Regions from separate parts of the Gasterosteus aculeatus genome. Here region 1 is linked to region 2. A link is a contact called in public Hi-C data. All regions are on one chromosome and are shown on one strand. Each heading gives the region's core, a stretch centred on a gene start, on an enhancer-like site or on the middle of the called end of the contact. The rest is flanking DNA. Distances are from core to core; before and after follow the strand shown. Region 1 holds the start of syne1a (spectrin repeat containing, nuclear envelope 1a). Region 2 overlaps syne1a (spectrin repeat containing, nuclear envelope 1a).

Evidence for each region. Hi-C and Micro-C count contacts between places; a contact is called where the count stands out from the background.
Region 1: a contact with region 2 is called in a Hi-C map of skeletal muscle, with 3 times the contacts expected there. The contact joins the promoter of syne1a here to the enhancer-like site in region 2. A contact is called at or near these places in 3 of 6 Hi-C or Micro-C datasets (skeletal muscle and whole body).

What each region holds. Positions count from the first base shown.
Region 1 is chr18:9,037,842-9,043,138 of fGasAcu3.hap1.1, reverse strand. It overlaps syne1a (spectrin repeat containing, nuclear envelope 1a), which reads left to right and starts at 1,259. Exons shown (of 147, transcript XM_078093108.1): 1 at 1,259-1,656. The coding sequence starts at 1,590.
Region 2 is chr18:8,959,659-8,964,553 of fGasAcu3.hap1.1, reverse strand. syne1a (spectrin repeat containing, nuclear envelope 1a) reads left to right here. Exons shown (of 147, transcript XM_078093108.1): 84 at 1-36; 85 at 270-422; 86 at 813-995; 87 at 1,137-1,274; 88 at 1,546-1,731; 89 at 2,124-2,246; 90 at 2,443-2,625; 91 at 3,356-3,499. Among protein-coding and RNA genes, the nearest start is that of esr1, 45 kb to the right of the region's middle. Within about 2 kb of position 2,548, at least 7 of the 9 cell types and tissues checked have open chromatin away from gene starts, as enhancers often do.

The DNA of each region.
Region 1 (5,297 bases), core at 10-2,509, 80 kb before region 2:
CATAAATTAATCCTCGAAGCAGCTTGCACTACGACGTCATCACAACAGATTGAATCAACATGCCCTGCATCTGTGCATTCTGTCGGTGGCATTCATCGGCCAAATTGTGAAGGTGATCTGAAATCAATAATAATTTATCAGCTTCTATGCCCACTTTGTTTATGTCAGGGACAGAGGAGTCCCTCACTCTGCTGGCCGAGGCTGTGGCCAAAGTGGTGTAGGTCCCCTTTAGGCCGCTCTGAGCTCTTCTGAGATGATGATGAAAGGACTTGTCTAATGGGATTACACATCGTGATAAGTGCTCCGAGGCGAGTGTTTCATCACACCTCCCTCCTGCCTTTCAGAGAGTGGCATTGATCTGCTGTGCGATGGCAAATGGCGGATACAGAGTTTTTGGAGAGACGTTTTATCGGCTGCGGTGTGTTTTGATCGATTGTTTACTCGTATCGATGCCTTTCTTTCCAACTCCACGTGTCACACTTTATTTTAGAAGGAAAATGCACTGTGGCCTAAAATGCTCCTTAGTTTTCAGAAAAGTTGTTGAAATGGAAGAAGGCAATGATGAGATGAAGCGAATAATACAGGAATTCATCGTAAATCAAATAGGGACTTTTATAAAATTGCAAATCAAACATTACTTAATACTTAATCGTTTTTAGTTGACTACATTATCAATTACGTCATAATTCAGTTTACAACCGCCGATTTATCATCAATTTACATTTTTAAATTCACTTAATAACTATAATAAGCCCACTAAGCACTCATCTGAATCCATCAAGATGTCCCGTATTGGTCTATCATACATACTGTACATATTTATTCATGCACACATACATTGTATGTAAATTGCTTTACATATTCATACATCTATATAAATATACACTTATTTTTTACATTTCCTCAACCTGATCACCTGATCATCAATTTCAGTCGTGATGCTCGTCACAAGGAAATTACAATGACAATTCCGTTTTAAGATGGATTTATCCTTTAACATAGTCAGTACGACTGCTTCATGTAAATGAACATCCAGTAAGAAATGTGTTGTTGTCTTCGAAGGCGAGGTCTGCTGCAGCAAACTCTGTCCTCTGATCTTCCGTTGTGTCTCTCGCTTGCTGACAAACACTTTCTCTCCCACACTTCTTCATCTTACAGTGGCCCCGGTTGGCACGGGACGCTTCCTTTCATGCCATTGGTCCTGAAGTGAGAAGGAAGAGCCATCCCTTCTGATTGGACAGAAGGTGGCAGCACAAGCAGACCAGGAAGCTGTCTTTACTGCAGAAGTAGAAAGGGCTCATGCATACTGTATGTGATTGCTGGCATACACGTACAGTATGAACGTACATCATCATCGTCGGGGGGAGGAGCTTCTCTGAGTGAGAGGATTGCAGACGACTGCTGCAAGTCCGATGACTTGAAAACACCAACGCAGCATGCAACATGGACAGGATTCAGCTTTGACAGCCTGCAGTCAGTGGGGAGTGCCAAACTACTGCGGCTTAGTCTGAGTCCTGATCAGCATCAGAGACTTGCCAGGGTGACGCACCGAAGTTGGGACGTGATTTAGATGATCTCGGGTCAGCAGCATGGCATCACCCAGGCGCTATGGACACTCCACGCGGGATATTACCAATGTGATGCAGAAGCTGCAAGGTAGGTGTAAAATGCTTACTCACTCAAAACCCTCCACCTCGGTTCTGCAGCGTTTTTAGGGGTGACCTAGTGCTTGGCATGACACAGCAAAACCGTGTGAGCTGGAGAGATTTACTGTTACTGTAAAACAGCTCTATGTGTATGTTACCTTTTCTGCCTATGAGTGTTACCTTGTTCTGCTCGAGTTCAAATAGCTGATAAACGTGTGCTACGTGAAGGGCATGACAGAACTGGACATGCAAATATCACAGCGTGCAGTGCTCAAGCACATTGGATATTTATACGTTAGAATCAATTACGTTTAGTCTAACATGCAGTGTCTCACAGCACATGGCTTTATTTTCTGTTGAGTTTGTTTTTTGCTTTTTGATCGTTAATGCAGATGCATGCATCGTAGAACTCTGCAGTATGGTAGATTTAATGCCTTACAGAATATTCTTTAGCGGGAATAGGACCAGTAACTAAGTAGATTGAATGAACCAGCGTGTGAGAGATTCGGTTGTTGTATTTTATTCACAAACCTGCTGTGTGTGTTTTTGTGTGCACATGTGTGCACATGCACATTATGTCTTTCTGTTTGTGGATAGACTGGGAAGCAGACAATAGAATAGCTAATCCCCAGAGAAGCTGAAGCTGACAGGGTGAAGTCCATTCCTTGATGTGGACACTTCACACTCACTGGGGGAATAACAGCCATTTAAAAAAAATACTCATGATGCATCCAAACCAGCAATTCATTTTGCTCTTATCTCTATTTCTGTTCTAACTATTTCTTTCATTTGAACACCGTATTTGCAGCAGATCTAAATATTTTTTCATGTTTTTCATTTTCCTGCAAGTCAAACAAAGAGCGTGTATTTTTTCTTAGCCGTTTCACCACCATACAACAATGTATCCCTGTGTGGCGTCATACATCCCTCATGATAAGATTTATGATACTTGCAAAGTAGCAGGAAAGTCAGCTGACACCGGAACTGGGATCCAACATGGCTGCTCCCTGTGTGGCTTCTGAGGTGGCAGTTTCTGTGAAAGCTGAGAACAGCATCAGCAGCCACGTGGCTCCTCTGCATCACTGTGTGCAGGTGTTGGTGCACACCGATTGATCTAATTTTAGAAGCTCCCCCAGAAGATGTCTCTCCTGTGCAAGGACCGATCAGAGAATCAGATGATTTATCACATTGCACTGCCGAACAACTATTATTTATGAATAAGGATATAATTCACACACAAAAAAATAGTGTTTTTTTTTTGGAAGCTGCGTAATATTTAATCTATGCAGAATATGTAGTAATTATGCATAAATTCAGGACTATCATTTAACACTACAAGACACTAAATTACATAAATGAAGCCGCTCTGTCCCAACTGTGGCTTGTGTGACAAAAATACTATGGACGAGGGTCCGTCCACATCATCTAATTACATCACAAACGGTCTCTTTCCTGCTTTACTCTCACTGTCTGGTGTCATACAAGCCTTTGAGATAATAATGGTCTTGTTGCCGTGGTGATGCTTACGGAAGGATGGATTGAGGGTCCAAAGTACTGCTTAAACATTTGCCCGAACAACAGAGAATATAAAGGCTATTAAATGGCGTGCTTGTAGTATCGAGTAGAGATGTACACGTCTCACATGCGTCCTGTGGTGTCATCTGATTAGCTTTATTTCAGCAATGTTTTCCTTTTCATACAAATCACTCATTTTGCCATATAAAATGAGTCCACCACACCTCTGGTTTGCATCAGTCTCCTGGGAGACGAGCGCTGAACCTGTGATGATATCATCAACGTGTTCTGTCTGAATCAAAGAGAAACACCAAAGAGAACATAATATGAGCTAATTTAAGGCTATCATGAGCATGTGTTTGTTGTCTTTGGTATCGTGCAGTGCTTCTTTAGGTAGACATGAGCTTTGTGGCAAATTAGATCTCTAAATTAAATCAATGTCCCCTTTGTTCAGGGTGGCTTGCTATTCACTTCCCATGGTTAGCTAGTAATTCTCCAGTGGGATATGTGTTCGCAAATTGACTGCATTGACATGTTATTTTCACTTTATCCGTGAACCTCAATATGATCTTATTTCTAAACACTGGAGTGTCAGATAAAGGTAATACAATACAGTTATTTATGTATTTTAAAGCCTGATAAAATTAGCATATATTGTTCCTCCTCTCTTGAGATGATGTTCTCAAATTAGCCGCTTCCACAAATCACCAGCAACTATGAAATAAACTGTACACCCCTCAGGCTCAATTTAGAAGCTGTAAGTAACCACTCAGCGCGACATCAAAACTTTTGCCCCAGTTATGGGTTGGTGCTTTTCATCTTTTAACCGTCTCTTTTGGTGTACCTCTATTTTGCAGCGGGAAAAAAACAGCAATTAGTGACACCATATGGTAGAGAACGCGGAGTTCGCTTTGAACACCTCCCAGCCTGAACTCCTCCATATGCTGTGGAATTTGCCCGTTTTGTTGTCTCTCATTAATGAGAAAAGCAATGCATCGTTTTTCCTATTTCAATTCCTCGCGTTCATTCCCACCCACACCTCTGGGTTCTACCAACTGCTATCTCACCACGCGGACGACTTTGCCGAGTCTCTGTGTGAGTTTTGTGAGAGTAGTCTATGTGCTATTCTATACTTGCAATTGGCTTTTGATCCAATAATTCAGAAGGACATTGCAGCAGATTGAGTTTCTCAAACAATATAGCTTTGCGTATTGTATTATGCTTGGCAATGCAATTTTCTATTGTCACTTTCTGTAATTGTTGATCAAAGCGGATGCTGGGCAGGAAGAACGGTGAAAAAAGAGAGCAAAGGCAGTCGGCAGCATATTGATGGATGAAATAAGAAAGAAAGCGGTAAAGCAGGGAAGTAGGGAGGGATTGAGAGAAAAACAGAGACAGCACACACACACACACGTTTTTAAGCTCCTGATTGCTGGTGGGACTGGCACAAATCCTCACGTTGGCACAGTTCCAGGGTGACATCCTGTTGCCAGGGGCGACATTATGGTTCGGCCGCAGCCAAGGAAGGACCAAGCAGACGGTCACCTTGAGCCCTGCCAGCCTCCTGTTTAGTTCTGACACCACCATTTATCGTCCGCGGCTCTGGGTAAAACAGCTTCACACACACACACACACACACACACACACACACACACACACACACACACACACACACACACACACACACACATACACACACACACAAATAAAACACATGGGGTTAAAAATAGCTTTGATGCCCCCCTCTCCCCCCCCCTCCATATCATACTTCTGGGAGTCAGCAGTTTCACCTAGATGGTTAAACAAACATGGGCCGAGCCTTCAAGGCCAGACCGTTAACATGAAGCCATTACTTAGTTGCAGCCTCAGAACTGTGGCAGCAGGGACAGCGTGGGATAGAGCTGCAGAGTTATTTATTCTGCTGCTTCTTTCTGTCTTTCCAGATTGTGTTTATGACTTGTTGCCATAGAGGCAGTCGCATGACAGCCAGCACAGGATTTTTTTCTTCGCCCTGTGGGCTTATTGGCCACGTCTTGTTCAGCTTCTGTTACTGCAACAGGACATAATGTGTGATAAAGTGTGTGTGTGTGTGTGTGTGTGTGTGTGTGTGTCTGTATACCGAGAGGTGTTTATTGT
Region 2 (4,895 bases), core at 1,299-3,798:
GAAGTGGCTCTGGCTCTGGGATCCGCTGAAGACCAGGTGACCTCTCTTGGCCAGCGTTTAACTGGCATTAACTAATTAGAGCTGTAAAATGTGAGTTTAGTAAGTTAATCGAGTTAAAAGCGCATAACAAAAGTGAAGCAGTGAGCCTATGATAGTATGTACCACTGAAAAGCTTCCACTCACTTGTATGAGTTCTACTCGGGTCTGGTCTATGACATTGTCAATGTTAAATGTTAAATGTTAAAATGTTAGTTTTTGATCTGCTTTAGGTCCAGGCGAGAGAACGGGAGGTTCAGCAGACCAGAGATGTGAAAGAGGACTTCAGCCTCAGACTCCAGGACATTGACGCGAAACTGAAGACCATCGCTCTGAAATTGGAAGACAAGGGCGCCGACCTGGAGGAGGCAAAAGAAGAGACCAAAGTAATCAACTAGACAGATTGACTAATTAACAAGCAATTAACCCCTGTTAAATTGACTATTCATTTTGCAGATGTTGGGGTTAATGATTGTTGGAGTGTATGAATGGCATGAACTGAATTCTGCCTTCAACAATGACCCACTTGTGAGAGGAGTATCCCAGATGGGAGACACAGCCCAACGTTTTTCCTCTTCTGCCCATCTGTAGACCCACAAGGCTTGAAGTGTGTGTAGTTAAATGAATACCGGAGCCTCTGTTGCTCTATAATTACACACTCTTCTCTTGTAAAACCACAATTTCTTATTTTACTTTCACTACAGTTGCACTTTTATTTTTCTCAACTTGACTTCCTCTCCTCTCTCCTGTCGTTTTGCCCTGACCTTCTCTTGCAGGTTCTTTGTGAAGAATGTCAATGCTGTGGTCGCTCGGTGGCAGAGTTAGGAGTAGTGGTGCAGGAGTTTGGTGAGCAGAACCCTCTGCTGTGTAAGCAGCTGGGCGACGCCGTGGCCAAACTGACAGAGGTGCAGCGGCACACCACGCAGCAGGTGCAGGACAGAGCCAACAGACTGAAGAAGGTGAGACTTTCTTTCAGTTCAACATGTGATGTAGACTCTGTCAGTTCACAATGTTGCTCCCATAAACAAACCAAAAATACAGTGCACAGTGTTATATTTGTCATTCTTAAACGTTTGTCTTGTTCTTCCTTTGCTGAGCAGGCAGAGAGACAGGTGGAGGAATATCGGGGTATGAAGGCATTTATTTTGGGCTGGACAGAGAAGGCAGAAGCTCTGGTGACTGGTGGTATAATCTGGGGGTCTGCGTCACAGATGCAGGAGCAAATTCGAGCACACCAGGTGAGCACACTACAGTAGAGATGGCTTTAATATCTCTGAAAGAAATTATATTTATTTGTCCAAAAGATTAAATATTAATATCCCCTATATCAATTTAGTTAATCTGAAGACGCCCCACAAATTAACAGTTAATTAGGGTCTCTCACTTATTGGATTTTCAGTGAAATGTCATGTACTGTTGGCCGACCTTAATTAGTATAATTACACAACACAAAATGCTCCTCTGTCTGATGTGTAATTTATGTTCCTATGTATGTTCCTATGGTGACAGGCGTTGCTGCGGGAGTGCCGTGGTCTCCATGGTGACTTGGAGGCCATGGGGGAGAGGGAGGGGCAGCTAGGGGAGGTGTTGCAGACGGAGGGGTGGATCCAGCAGGTGAAACACCTCAGCAGACACACCGAGGAGCTGCAGCAAACTGCCAAGACTCGCCTCCAGAGTCTGCAGGATGCAGCAAAGGTATGAACGACGTACTGCCTTTAGACACCAGTACTACTTCACCTCAAAATTATTTTTAGCCTCATCAAATTATCTTTATTATGAAACGTACTTACTTTTTTTTTTTAAATCAGAACATTTTGGTGCAAAACAAGGACAACAACACAACAGTGGCCTGTGGCCGTGGTCATTAATGAGTACTGCACCATCATAATTTTATCCACTGCTTTATCTTGTCGTGCAGCAGTAATTTGTTACGGTAATCTTATTGCCATACACGTGGTATAATAATAATATTTTGTGCTTTTTTATAGATTTCTGGGTCTAGAGTGTAGATATAGCATGACTTTTGTTACAAATGTAAATTGAATATAACATGAAATACAATATAACATGTAATTTGTTGCCTTCAGGACATGTTGCTTTTGGAGGCGGAGGTGAAGATCCTCCATGCTGCTGTAGACCAGATCCAGATCACACTTGCCTCGCCAGACCTCAACAGACTCAGCCTCAGAGAGCAGCTCACACAGAGACAGGTGATAAAAATGTTTTAGTAAAGATCAGAATTTCAACATTAACAGAATACTGCACATGTATGTTTGCATGTAGACAATTACAAATACTGTAATAAACTGCGTCAACTTAGAGGCAACTCTTCTCATTACAGCATTGCTTACTAACACACCCAACAATTCCTCCTCACTCTCTTGCAACCCTCCATTCCCTTATAAGCGTCTGCTGGTGGAAATGGAGGGCTTCAAGCAGCAGGTGGCGGCAGTACAGCAGTGTCAGAGCGCCCTCCGGCTTCCAGAGGAGGTAGTGGCCAGCCTGACTATCTGCCGCACAGCTCAGATTCTGCAGCAAGAAGCCAGCCAACTGCAGCACACCACCATCCAGCAGTGCAACATCCTGCAGGTAGAGGGCAGTTCTGTCCCCCCCTAAAACGACCAAATGATCTGTCAAGATAAGAACTGTAAAAACTGAAAAATCGTCATGCCTCGAAGCGGTTGACATCTATATTGGTCATTTGTCACCCTGTGGGAGGAGTTCTAGAGTTCTACATTGACTTGCCACTGGTTGCTCAAACTCCTGCTGCAGCGTGCCAACAGGCCATCTCAGGAATGCCTGTGTTTTTGTCGAGCCCCTATTAGACCACTGCTATCCTCCTATCCTTGGTTTTGGGCTCATTGTAATGATGATTCATCCAAACTGAAGATTTGAAACAAAGAGTCAGTCTGTCTGATCTTTTCTGAGGATCAAATGTGTGATCAATAACTGCAATATTATAAGTTTTATCTTGGAGGTTTTGCTTACGCAGACTTTGAGATCTCATAATCAACAGAAGAGGTGTTTAAAACGTGTCTTTACTCCAACAGCAGCAAATCTCAGATGTCTACCTTTAGGATTTAAGATATTTGAATATAATGTCTTCATCACCTTCTGTCAAATGCCCCACTGGATATGCATGTAGTTACACTTAGTGATACTGTGCATAGTAATCGATATCATGAAAGCATTGTGACATAGATGGTGGAAGAGATGATGTCTGACACTGACTCCCTTAAAGTAATATGTGTCACATTTTATAATTATTTGACAAAATATGCGGCTTCAAGCTTTCTTTGTTATGATTTCTCCTTCCCAGGAGGCTGTGGTGCAGTACGAGCAGTATGAACAGGAAGTAAAGAACCTCCAGAGATTAATAGAAGAGGCTCACCGCATCATCCAGGACCGACCCGTCTCCACCAATAATATCCAGGAACTTCAGGCTCAAATACACCACCATGAGGTCAGTGAGAAACATTCTCTCTCATATAGTTATTAAAACATATATCATATACAACTTATATCTGGTTTTGACTTTCCACAAAGTTCGAAGCAAAATATTGTTTATGATATCATTGTAAGCTGTAGCCGGAGGATGAGGAATCATGAACAACACTTTTGGCCATATTGTGCAGTTTATGATTAGTCTTTATTGATGAAATGCACAGCTTGTTATCATCAAGTAGGCTGTGAAATAACAGCAAAGCAACAGGGACATAAAGAGTTTCTGGACATTGACTGTAATGGAGATAAGAAGATCACATCACCAGGATAACAGAAGAGAGGCCACTTGGCATTTGACAAGACGGTGATTGTCTGTTGTCTAAAAACGTTTCTAATAAGGCCCAAATCAAGCACCGATGTTTGAATCATAATATATTTCCTGTGCTTTGCAACAGTGTAAGATATCAAGTCAAGGCAGCACTGATGCTGCACATCTTCAAGTAGTCGTGGACAACCGTGACGACGGAAGCAGTCAGAGCCTTTGTCAGCCTGTGTTGTTTCTGAAGGCATCAAATTCATAATTTTCTGCAATTTATTTATATTTTCTTTCCCATTTTGTTGATTGATTCAACAATCAGGGATTGTTTGTTGCCTCTATAAAACCATAAACTCTCGACTAAATACTGCAGTACAAATGTCAATGTGTTATCAGATCATTGCCACCAGATACGGCAGGTGTGAAAAAACCTTGGGTTGTGCCCCTACAAGCCCAACTCAAAAACATTCCTCCAGTAACTGATGGTTCATGTAAAGATAGTCTGCATTCCTTGGAAAAAAAGTTCTTTGTGAAGTGTATCTTTTTTTGCGAGGCCCGTGCTTTTGGTTGCAGTTCAACTTTGCTGTGTAAAAGCATTTCATCTCCTGCTGGAAGGAGAGAGGTGGCAGACTGAGAGACAAAGACCTGCAAAGAAACAGAAGCAAACACTTTTATTATTGCGTTTCAACTTTATATGCTCGGCTCGGGCAGATTTGATCTATTCCTATTACTTGACGGGGAAAATATTGACCCTGCTGTCTGTAGGTATTTTATTGCTACTGCAATCTCTGTGCCGCAGAGTGACTTAGCAAGGGAGTGTGTTTATGTCTGTTTGCTCTCTAAGCTGAGCAGAAAGCTGCAGCGCTACTGGCCCAGTTAGTCACATGACCTGATTATGAGTGCATTGACCATCTGCGGGACACAGGGAGTGGAAGGGGGGAGGAGGCAAGGAGGAGTTGGAACCCGCCTCATGCCATAGCTGTAATTTGACACCATCTTTGTCGCTGTCCTACTCCCTTAATGCTCCCTCTCTCCTTACGACTCCCTTTTGTTGAAAAGAATCTCTCTCGAGGATTGTTGGAGGAGGAAAGCGTTGGGC